Regions from separate parts of the Sus scrofa genome. Here region 1 is linked to region 2. Evidence: chromatin contacts called from public HiChIP or PLAC-seq data. All regions are on one chromosome and are shown on one strand. The core of a region is the stretch at or near the end of the contact, and the rest is flanking DNA. Distances in the headings are between cores, read along the strand shown. Region 1 overlaps OPA3 (optic atrophy 3 protein). Region 2 holds the start of VASP (vasodilator-stimulated phosphoprotein).

What was found. HiChIP or PLAC-seq counts read pairs in DNA pulled down with a chosen protein or histone mark.
Region 1: an H3K27ac HiChIP or PLAC-seq map of skeletal muscle shows a contact between it and region 2, with 4 times the contacts expected there. The contact joins the enhancer-like site here to the promoter of VASP in region 2. A contact is called at or near these places in 15 of 47 Hi-C or Micro-C datasets (adipose tissue, brain, embryonic fibroblasts and 7 more) and 2 of 2 datasets of contacts at active chromatin or transcription factors (alveolar macrophages and skeletal muscle).

What each region holds. Positions count from the first base shown.
Region 1 is chr6:51,930,187-51,935,259 of Sscrofa11.1, reverse strand. All of the region lies in intron 2 of OPA3 (optic atrophy 3 protein), which reads left to right. Among named protein-coding and RNA genes, the nearest start is that of OPA3, 35 kb to the left of the region's middle. Within about 2 kb of position 3,264, at least 5 of the 83 cell types and tissues checked have an H3K27ac peak or open chromatin away from gene starts, as enhancers often do. A contact at or near this core is called in adipose tissue, liver, skeletal muscle and 1 more, where this site is marked.
Region 2 is chr6:51,870,042-51,875,324 of Sscrofa11.1, reverse strand. It overlaps VASP (vasodilator-stimulated phosphoprotein), which reads right to left and starts at 2,515. Exons shown (of 13, transcript XM_021094561.1): 1 at 1,322-2,515. The coding sequence starts at 1,326. LOC110261012 (a long non-coding RNA gene) reads left to right here and starts at 248. Exons shown (of 4, transcript XR_002344692.1): 1 at 248-550; 2 at 2,851-2,942. It overlaps PPM1N (probable protein phosphatase 1N), which reads right to left. Exons shown (of 5, transcript XM_021094558.1): 5 at 4,179-5,283.

The DNA of each region.
Region 1 (5,073 bases), core at 2,015-4,514, 59 kb before region 2:
CTTCGGCTGGAGCCAGGCACAGGCTTGATAGATGCCCACACACCCTATGGGTAGGGATCAGTAAACCCTTTTTATAAAGAAGGAAACTGAGTTTTGGAGGGGGACCATCATTCCCACCTCGAAATGCCTGAATCTGAGCATTTAACCCTTCGGTAGCAGGTGCTCCTGCACGAGGGAGCCAGAGGGAGCGCATCTTGCTGTTAAGTCAGACCGGCAGGGGGAGTCAGAGACCTAGTGGCCCTAAAAAATAAATAAATAAATAACTTTTTTTTTTTTTTTTTTTTTTGCTTTGCTTTTTAGTGCCGTTCTTGTGGCATATGGAAGTTCCTGGGCTAGGGGTTGAATCAGAGCTCTAGTTTCTGGCCTATACCACAGCCACAGCAACGCAGGATCCCAGCCGCGTCTGAGGCCTGCACTGCAGCTGTGGCAACACCGGATCCTTAACCCACTGCACAAGGCCAGGAATCAAACCCACATCCTCGTGGATACTAGTTGGGTTCATTACCAGTGAGCCACAATGGGAACTCCCCAGTCCATCTTATTTTTGACGCTTTTCAAAACAAATGAGGCCAATAGCAATTTAAGACAAAGAATAAGGCTTGTAGAATCTCTGGACGGGCTGAAGGAAGTGCCTCTTGGCTGGGCCTCTGGGAACAAGCCCACAGAACTGACCCACTCGGGGAACTGCTGCCTCCGAGGCTGCCTACTGGAATGTTGTGTTGAAGAACGCGTGGATTTAATGCCATCCAGGGGCCATGGAGTTGGCAGTGAGACCCTGCAAGTTCACCTTGGAAACCCTGATGTCCCTGACCTGCCTTTGCCAGCAGAACCGGGCAGAGCTGCAGCGGAGGAGCCCTGCCTCGCTCACGCCTTCCTGCGGATCTTGGGGGATGTGTGTAACTCACCTGCTGGGCCTGCGGGGCGGGGCAGCCGGGGCGCACCCTTTAGAGCTCTGCAGCCTCTCCGGACAGGAGGGTGCAGTCACAGGGGACTGTCACAGGCCCAGAATGGGAATCACCTGCTTGTGGCAGTTGTTTCTGACTTCTCACCACTCTCTTGCAGAGAACATCCTTGAAGGCCTATCTTTCCCCTCTTGGATCTGATGCCTCCCAGGTTTTGGGAGGATGACCCGGGGACAGGCCTGCAGCTCGGGACAATTGCTAGGAGGAAGGTAGAGGGGATTCTGCCCCATCCTGGGGTGAACTCAGCAAACTGGGGCCTTCAGCTCAGCGTGCTCACTTGCCCACAGAAAGAAATCGCCCCTGCCCCCAGGAGAGTTCTGGGTGAGGGGATCCAGAGCTGCATGCTTCCTCTTCCCCGGCCATTGCGCCCTCTTCCTTTCCCCACCCAAGGCTGGAAGCTTCTCTGATTAGGTCTGCTTTGCAGACAAGAAGCCTAAGGCCCAGAAATATGAAGTAACTTACCCAGGGTCACACCTGCGGCCCATAACTTAGATTCTTGGAAAGAAGAGGCCCCTGGGTGACTCCAGCCCGTGTCCTCAAAGTGAGGGCTCAGGAAGGAAGAGGAGGGAGTCGCGGGTGGGGGAGGATGCCTTCCGGAGCCTGGATGTTCCTCCTGTTGTATTTCCTGCCGTTGTCCTGTCTGACTTGGTATTGTCCTCGGGGATGACCAGGAATTCCTTCCTCTCGACGGAGCAGCTCTGAGGGAAGCAGTGGCGGAGCCTGGCAGCTCCACCTGCCATCCCCTCCCTGGGGCCCAGGGCCACGCTGCCTCCTCTTGGATCGCCCAAGCCCCCTCCCCTCCTCACTCTAGTTCAGCTCTTTTCTCCCCCCTTCCCCCCACCCCCCCCAGGGGCCGTCCCTCATGTCCCCTGGTGTTTGTCCCTTCACCCGGCTAATGCCCACTCTTCTTCCTTCCCGGCTGGCTTAGCCTGCCCTTTCCTGTGTTTTCTGTTTCTGTTAGCTTTTAATGGCTCGATCGAGGTGTAATTGACACACAAGAAACTGCACATGCGTAAGGTTAGATAGACACGTACACCTGTGAAACCATCACCACAATCTAGAGAGTGACCATCGCCCCAGAGAACCCCTTGCCCCTTGTAATCCCCGCCCCTACCCCGACTCCCTGACCCTTAGGCATCCATGGATCTGCTAGAGAGTTGCTTGCATTTTCTAGAATTGTATGTAGTTGGATTTTTTTTTTTTTTTTTTTTTTTTTTGTCTTTTCTAGGGCTGCACTCGCGGCATATGGAGGTTCCCAGGCTAGGGGTCGAATCAGAGCTGTAGCCACCAGCTTACGCCAGAGCCACAGCAACTCGGGATCTGAGCCGCGTCTGCAACTTACACCACAGCTCATGGCAACGCCAGATCCTTAACCCACTGAGCGAGGCCAGGGATCGAGCCCGCAACCTCATGTTTTCTAGTCGGATTGGTTTCCGCTGCGCCATGAAGGGAACTCCTTTTCTCCTTGTTTTGTTTTTTGTAATTGGAATTATACAGTATGATTTTTTTGGCCACCCAGAGGCATATGGAGTTCAGATCTGAGCCCCAGTTTTGACCTGTGCAGCAGTTGCTGCAACACTGGATCCTTAACCCACTGAGCTAGGCCAGGCATAAACCCGTGTCCTCATGAAGCCTAGTCAGGTTCGTTACTGCTGAGCCACAACAGGAACTCCTGTGTAGTATGATTTAAATTTGTTTTCTTCAAAGAGATGCTGGTCATGATACACCACATTGATTTTGCAGCTTATGATCTTAGATCTTCAGTTTAGAACTGCTTGGGGAGTTCGCACAGTATCCATGAGGACGCAGGTTCAATCCCTGGCCTCGCTCAGTGGGTTAAGGATCCAGTGTTGCTCTGACCTGTGGTATAGGCCGGCAGCTACAGCTCCGATTCTGTCCCTAGCTTGGGAACTTCCATAGGGTGTGGCCCTAAAAAGACCAAAAAAAAAAACCAAAAATCAAATCACAAAAACTGCGCTTGGAGGGCTGTCATATCTACCTGTGCCTTATTTGTTTGCCTCCCCTCAGAAGGTCGCAGCCTTGGAACCCCCACCCCTCTGCCCACTCCAGCGTTCTCGACTCGGGGCGGGCAACCCGCTAGAGAAAGGCCAGAGAGAGAGGAGAGGCCTCGGGGAGGGCCCCGGTGAGGTGTGTCAGGGAAGCGGAGAGGCCGGGTCCTCCGGCTGGAGCAGGCCCTTGGCCCCACTGCCCTGGCTGCTGGCACTGCTCACTGCCCCGCGGGGTGCCCTGGCTGGCGCTCGCCCACTCTGCAGCAGCAAAGCTTCCTGAGAAAGATCCGGAGGCTCCTCAGATGCCAACCGAGAGTAACTTCCCCAGGACCTGTCTTCCCCGGGGGGATTATTCAAGTGACCTGTCACATGACCATACAACCTTTGGGTCACCAGATGTCGTCATGCACCGCTTTCGTGCCTCTTGCCCTGGAAGTCACCCATAAACTCAGCTCATGAGTCCCGTCTGTCCTGCAGGTCAGCTGGTGCGGGGTGGCTGGTGCTCGGGGTGCACCCCTGGCTGGCTGAATGCAGGGCAGATCCCTGGCCTGGCAGTTGAAGGAAGCTCCCTGCTAAATGGACCAGGCTTGTGGGGGCAGGGTACCTTCCTCTAGTAACCAAATCTTTGTATAAATCCCTACTTCCTCTCGGAGAAGAAAGGTGATACATTCCTAGAATCAGAACTGTGAGAGTTAGTGTTTTCATTTTCTGTAGAGAAATACCCAAAAGTGGAATTGCTGGATCAGTGTAGTTCTATTTTTAATTTTTTAAGTAACCTTCATACTGCTCTCCATAGTGGCTACACCAATTTACAATCTCACCGACAATGTACAAGGGTTCCCTTTGGCCTTTGTGGGGTTTTTTTGCCTTTTCTTTTTTGTCTTTTCTAGGGCCACACCCATGGCATGTGGAGGTTCCCAGGCAAGGGGTCTAATCGGAGCTGCAGCCGCCGGCCTTCACCAGAGCCACAGCCACTCGGGATCTAAGCCGAGTCTGTGACCTGCACCAGAGCTCACGGCGATGCTGGATCCTTAACCCACTGAGTGAGACCAGGGATCGAACCCTCAACCCCATGGTTCCTAGTTGGATTCGTGTCCGCTGCGCCACAACGGGACCTCCTACCGTAGGTTCTTGTGAATCATGTGTTTTGTTTTATACAGCAGTTCTCACTCTCACAATTCTTCCCTCCCCCCAACAGTTTCACCATAAAATAAAAATATGAAACGCTTCACAAATTCACGTGTCATCCTTGCTCAGCGCCACGCTAATCATCTCTGTATTGTTCCAATTTCAGTGTATGTGCCGCTGAATCGAGATGATTTTTACTCTCGTTGCTTTTGCTTTTGGTGTCAAATCAAGAAAATCATTGCCGAGACTGCTGTTAAGGGGTTTATCACTGTGTTTTCTTCTGGGAGTTTGATGGTTTTAGGTGTTACACTCGAATATTTAATCCATTTTGAGTTACTTTTTGTGTATGGTGTGAGGTAGTCATCCAGTTTAATTCTTTCACTTGTGACTGTCCCGTTTTCCCAGTGCCTTTTATTAAAGAGACTGTAGGGAGTTCCCCGGTGGTCTAGTGGTTAGGATTAGGCACTTCTACCCTTGCGGCCCAGGTTCAATCCCGGGTCTGGGAACTGAGAGCCCACTGCACAATGCAGAGAAAACAAACAAAAGAGAAATAAAAACCAAAAAATTGGCAGAAGACTTGAATGGACATTTTCCAGAGAAGACATACAGGTGGTCGACTGGCGCATGCGAAGGTGTTCAGCATCGCTTTGCTGGTAGAGACCCACCCGCGCGCGAGAGCCGCGGTGAGGAACCACCTTGCAGCTGTCGTCATGTCTGTCATCACGCAGTCTACAAACAGCGAGTTGAGTTCCTGTCGTGGCCCAGTGGTTATCGGACCCGACTAGTGTCCATGAGACCTCGGGCGCAGTCCCTGGCCTCGCTCAGCGGCTCTCGGACCCGGCGTTGCCGTGAGCTGTGGTGTAGGTTGCAGACACGGCTCGAATCCCTCACTGTGGTGGCTGTGCTGTGGGCCGGCAGCTGTAGCTCCGATTCAACCCCTGGCCTGGGAACCTCCATATGCTGCGGGTGCAGCC
Region 2 (5,283 bases), core at 1,266-3,765:
GCCACCCTGATGTGAGAGGGCAGGGGTACGGGGAATGTGGGGGAAGTGGGAGGATGTGGGCAGCAGGGGGTTAATCCCCAGCCGTCCTCGGGGCCTCCCCCTCAACCTGGGGGCTCTGGGGCAGGAAGTCCCTGCGAGAGTAGAGGAAGGGAGGTAGTATTGTCAGGCTCAAGGGAGAGATTATGGGGGGCCAGGGGGAGGGGAGAATAGGGGGGCCTAGTCGGGTCCCCCAGCCAACACCGGCCCCGCCCTCAGGTGAGCCCAGGAGTTTTGAACGAAGCCCAGGAAAGACAAAATCCCTGGGTGCCTTGGGCCCCCGGTCCCCAGGATTAAATTCCTGGGAAGATAGCTAGAACTCTTTGGGAAGCCCGGCTCCCAGGGGAAGAGGGCTATGACCTTGAAGCTTCCCAACGCCCCCTCCAACAACCGCACAACTCCGGACCGCTGGGGAAGGGGGGGCGATGTGGAGAGAAGGGGGAGGCGCTGTGGTGGGGAAAGCAGCCGGCCCACGGCGCTCCTTGCCCGCCCCCCACACCAGCTGTCTCGACAGGTGAGTCAGGAAGACAAAGGCCCCCCTTCCCCCAGCTGCCGCGCCCCCTCCCTCCCAAGGGCCCGCGCAGGTGGGAAAAGGGGCTGCCCCTCTGGCACGGGGCCGGGGTGCCGCCCTCGGCCCTAGGCACAGCCCGTTTTAAGCAAATTGTGAGTGGGAAGCGGCGGGGAGTCCGAACCAGATCCTCGAGGCTGCATCTGGGTCGGTGGATCTGTCCGCACCAGCCTCCTCCACAGGAGGACGAGAACCCCTAAATTTAGGGGGTTAAGAGCCCTCGAAGTTAAGGGGCAAAGTCCTCTTGGGAAGACGTTTCCCGGCACCATGTAAAGAGGGACCCCGAAAGCCAAGATCTTCGTTTCAATCTCTCTTCCAGGTCCCAGGGACCTCCAAACTGGCCCCCCCATAATCTCTCCTGGGGCCGGCTAAGATTTGGGGGGAGTCTGAGCCCTGCCTAAATCCCAGCCTCCCGGCCGGGAGTACCTAACAACTTAGAAGTCCTCCGAAAAAGTCTTTTAAAAATTCGGGAGTCCTCGGAGCGCCCCCAAATCTGAGGGCTCCCGGGAGAACCTCACCGGCACCACCCGGAGCCTTGGGAATCAAGGGAAAGTGATCAATATTTGGAGCCCGTCCAAGGGGGATCGGCCTCAAATTCGAGGCTCCCAGTGCCCTGTCCCTAAATTCCAGCCCGGAGCAAGCTGGGGGGAGGGGGACAAAGGCGGGGCGGGATCCCGCGCCGGGCAGGGAAGGGTCTAGAGGCAGTTCGAGGCTCACCTCATGGCTGCTCGGCTGGCGGGCGGAGCGCCCACGGGGTAGGTGCTCCCGGGGCGCCCCTGGCTCGAGGTTCAGGGGTTCGGGGCTGGCTCCAGGTTCTGCTCAGTCTCCCCCAGGGTCCCGCCCCATAGAGTCCGGCTTCCTGGGGGGAACGTGGACAGGGCCGGCGCGGATCCTCAGGCGCCTCCTCCCTTTGGGGAGCTGATCCGGGGTCCTTGCGGCAGAAAGGGGGTGCGGCGTCCCCTCCCCGGCGCGCCCCCTCAGCTGGCGGCGGCTACAATGTTACTCTTACTACTGTACTTCTCTTCGCTACATTTCGTTCCAAAATTCCACTCCCCGCACCCACAATGCCCTGCGCCTTAAAGGGGCCGCGGACACCTCCAGGCTGTGGGATTGGAGGGTGGAGGGTGCTTAAAAGGGCAACGCGGAACCTTAGACTTCCGCTATTTCCCTCTTCCCCAACGTTATTGCACAGCGATGCACTCTGGGGAGTCACCCCCAAATTAGGGGGGCAAGCTTGTTGGGGGGGAAGGGATCCTTCCTTCATCCTTAGTTCTCTCTCATGATAGAAATTCTCTGGGGACTCTCAGTGGGGGCACAATCTCTTCTCACCCTCCCCATCGACTTCTCCATTTCTTTACATTCTACTCAGTGTGGGGGGCGAGAAGGACCCTCTGGTTAAGCATAGATTCAAATTTTCTCCCTTAAATCCTACCTTCGGACCTCCCCCAACGTCTCTCTCCTCCGCCCGTTTATGAAGCTCTACTAAGGGGTGCACCCCCCCCTCCGAGGAGGGGGATGGGTGAGGAGGGGCCCCACCTCCTTCGTTGCCGCCCCCCCCACCGCGCCCGCCCAGGGAAGGTGAGGAGGAAGTGGGCCGAGGGGGCGCGGCTGGCCGCTGACTCACAGCCGCAGGGTGTGGGGGGGGGCGGGGGGAGGGGAGGTGCGGTGCAGGACCTGAGTGGGAATGGGACTCCTGGTCCCGCTGCGAATAAGGCCCACGACCCCCTCCCCACGCACTCCCCGCCGTGACTCAGTTTCGTCGGCGGATGATGGCGGGATCATCCAACAATCCGAGGACACGGAGGTGGGGGGACTCTCCCTAGCGCCTGATCCCGCGAGCCCCCACCCCCACGCGCCAGCTTGGGGCTGAGTCCCTACACCCTTCCCGGGCGTCCGCAGCGGGTCCCTCAGGCTCCGCCCCACGTGACGTCACCAACACGGTCATGCCCCTCCCGTAGAGCGCCACCTGGCCTGGGTTAGATGCCCTAGGCTGGTGTGGGAGCCTGGGAAATCATCAGTTCCACTTTTCGAAATGGGTAAACTGAGGTCTGGAGGCAGGTTGTAAGTATGGGCTCAGCATTCTTGCCTGAGCCTCCTAAAACTCCACTGGTGCCTGGGTGCAAGGTATGCGTGTAAAACAAACAGCTCAGGGCAGAGCCGAGGAGGTGAGGAAGTTAACCTTCCCAGCCTTTTTCCAAGCTGAATCTGCTGCCTGGGTGCCGTCCTGACCTTCACGTCATTTCTAGGCTGTGCTCTGTCGTTAAACCTTCTCTGAAGAATGGAGTGATCCTCTTCCCTTTTCCACTTCACTCTGGGAGACCTTGAACCCCGATCTACGGTAGGATACAGTTGTTTTGGTGTGTTTCCTCAGGCTGTGGGTTCTTTGTGGACAGAGGCAAACTTGATGGCTTTCTGGGTCTTACTAACCCAGCAAAGCAGCTCAACACACATGTACCCAACTGCATGAGAACCCCAGTTCTGTGTGACCGCCGGCAAGTCCTTTCTCTTTTCTAGGTCTCAGCTTTCCCATCTGTGAAATGGAAGGGGTGTCACTTCTGTGTGGCCACCTGGACTAGAGTCAGCAAACTTTTTTTTTTCTTTTTTCATTTCTGGCCCAGGCAGCAGCATGAGGAAGTTTCCAGGCCAGGGATTGAAGCTAAGCCACAGCAGTAACCAGAGCCACAGCAATGATAGCGCTGGGTCCTTAACCCACTAAGCCGCCAGGGAACTCAGCAACCTTTTTCTATAATCATCCAAATAGTATATATTTTAGGCATATTAGGCATAAGCTCTCTTTTGCATCTTCTTTTTTGAAAAACAACACTTTAAAAATGTAAAAACCATTCTTAGCTCAGGTGCTATACAAAACAGATAGCAAGACCCCTTACTCCAGAGAAACTCCTGCATATGCACACAGGAGCTCAATCAAGGATCTATCTGACAGCACTGATGTAAGGGCAAGAAAATTGGAAAGAGCCAAAATGCCCATCAAGAAGGTGATGGATAGCGAGTAAGGTGCCTAAGTGGCATGAAAGATGTCTTTAACACACTATTGAGTAAAAAAACCAAATTGCCAAGTGATACATAGGGTATGAAAAATATCTAGGCAACACCGCAGGTACCGTATACATGTGCGTACATGCCCAATAGAAGATCTGGAAAAATCTACTCCAGACTCACTGCAGTGGTTACCAATAGGACAGAGCATGGGATTGTGGCAGGTTTGATGGTCATAATCTCAAGCCTCATCTTGAAAATGCCAAGTTTAGTCTTGCCACTAAGCTTTCACAATGGCTGTTTCTTCTGCCTTGGGACACTCTTCTCTAGGGTTTTTGCATGGCTGTCTAGTTCCTGCTCAGCTTTCCCCTCCTTAGCGGTCTCACCTGATGTCCCTTGTCTAAAGCAATCATGCCCAGGTGGGAAAAAAAGTTGTTTTTTTTTTCTTTTTAGGGCCACATCTGCAGCATATGGAAGTTCCCAGGCAAGGGGTTGAATCAGAGCTACAGCTGCCAACCTAAGCCACAGCCACAGCCACACTGGATCTGAGCCTCATCTGTGACCTACACCACAGCTCATGGCAATGTCAGGTCCTTAACCCACTGAGGGAGACCAGAGATTGAACCTGCATCCTCATGAATACTTCATGTTCTTAACCTGCTGAGCTAACATGGAAACTCCCCCCAGGTGGAAAATTGAGTGGCTATGGGGCAGGGGATGGAAGAAAGACTTTTTATTGAGCCATTTTGTGTCCTTTGAATTTCAAACCAAGTGAACTTCTTACCCATTGAAAAATTAATAACATTGTAAAAAAACTAAAGTAATTTCCCTCAGGCATATGGGAGGTTCCCAGACTAGGGGTCCAATTGGAGCTACAGCTGCTGGCCTACATCACAGCCACAGCAACGCCAGATCCAAGCCACATCTGTGACCTACACCACAACTCACGGCAACGTCGGAGCCTTAACCCACTGAGCAAGGCCGGGGATTGAACCTGCAACCTCATGGTTCCTAGTCGGACTCATTTCCGTTGGTGCCATGACGGGAACCCCCCCTTAGCCGTTTTCTTATCACATCCCTGTTTCATTTTTCTTGAGACACTTCTCAGTGCCTGAGATGACCTTATTTATGAGTTCCCTTGCTTGCTGTCCCCCTACCCAATCCCACACACTACAGGGTTCTGGGGAGAGGAACCTCAATGGATCTGCCTGGTTGATGGCCTAACACATAGCAAGTGCCCACTACATGTCTGCCAAATGACTGGGCAAAAAATGTGTGTGGTTTTTATTTTTCCCATCAAAAAAAGGCATTTTGAATTACGTAGTTAAAATTTAATCATAGACTTTCCCCTCCTTTCCCCCTAAACAGATGAAAAATATGAACGGAAGAGAAAGGTTATTGAACTGGGTGATTTCTCAGGGTACATTCAGCTTTTTTTTCCTCCTTCTTCTTTTTAGGGCCACACCCGAGGTATATGGAAGTTCCCAGGCTAGGGGTCGAATTGGAGCTACAGCTGTCAGCCTGCACCACCTCCACGGCCACGCAGGATCCGAGCCAGGAGGTCTGGGACCTACACCACAGCTCAGATCCTTAACCCATTGAGGCCAGGGATCGAACCCGCATCCTCACGGATACTAGTCAAATTCGTTTCCACTGCGCCGTAACGGGAACTCTTCAGCTCT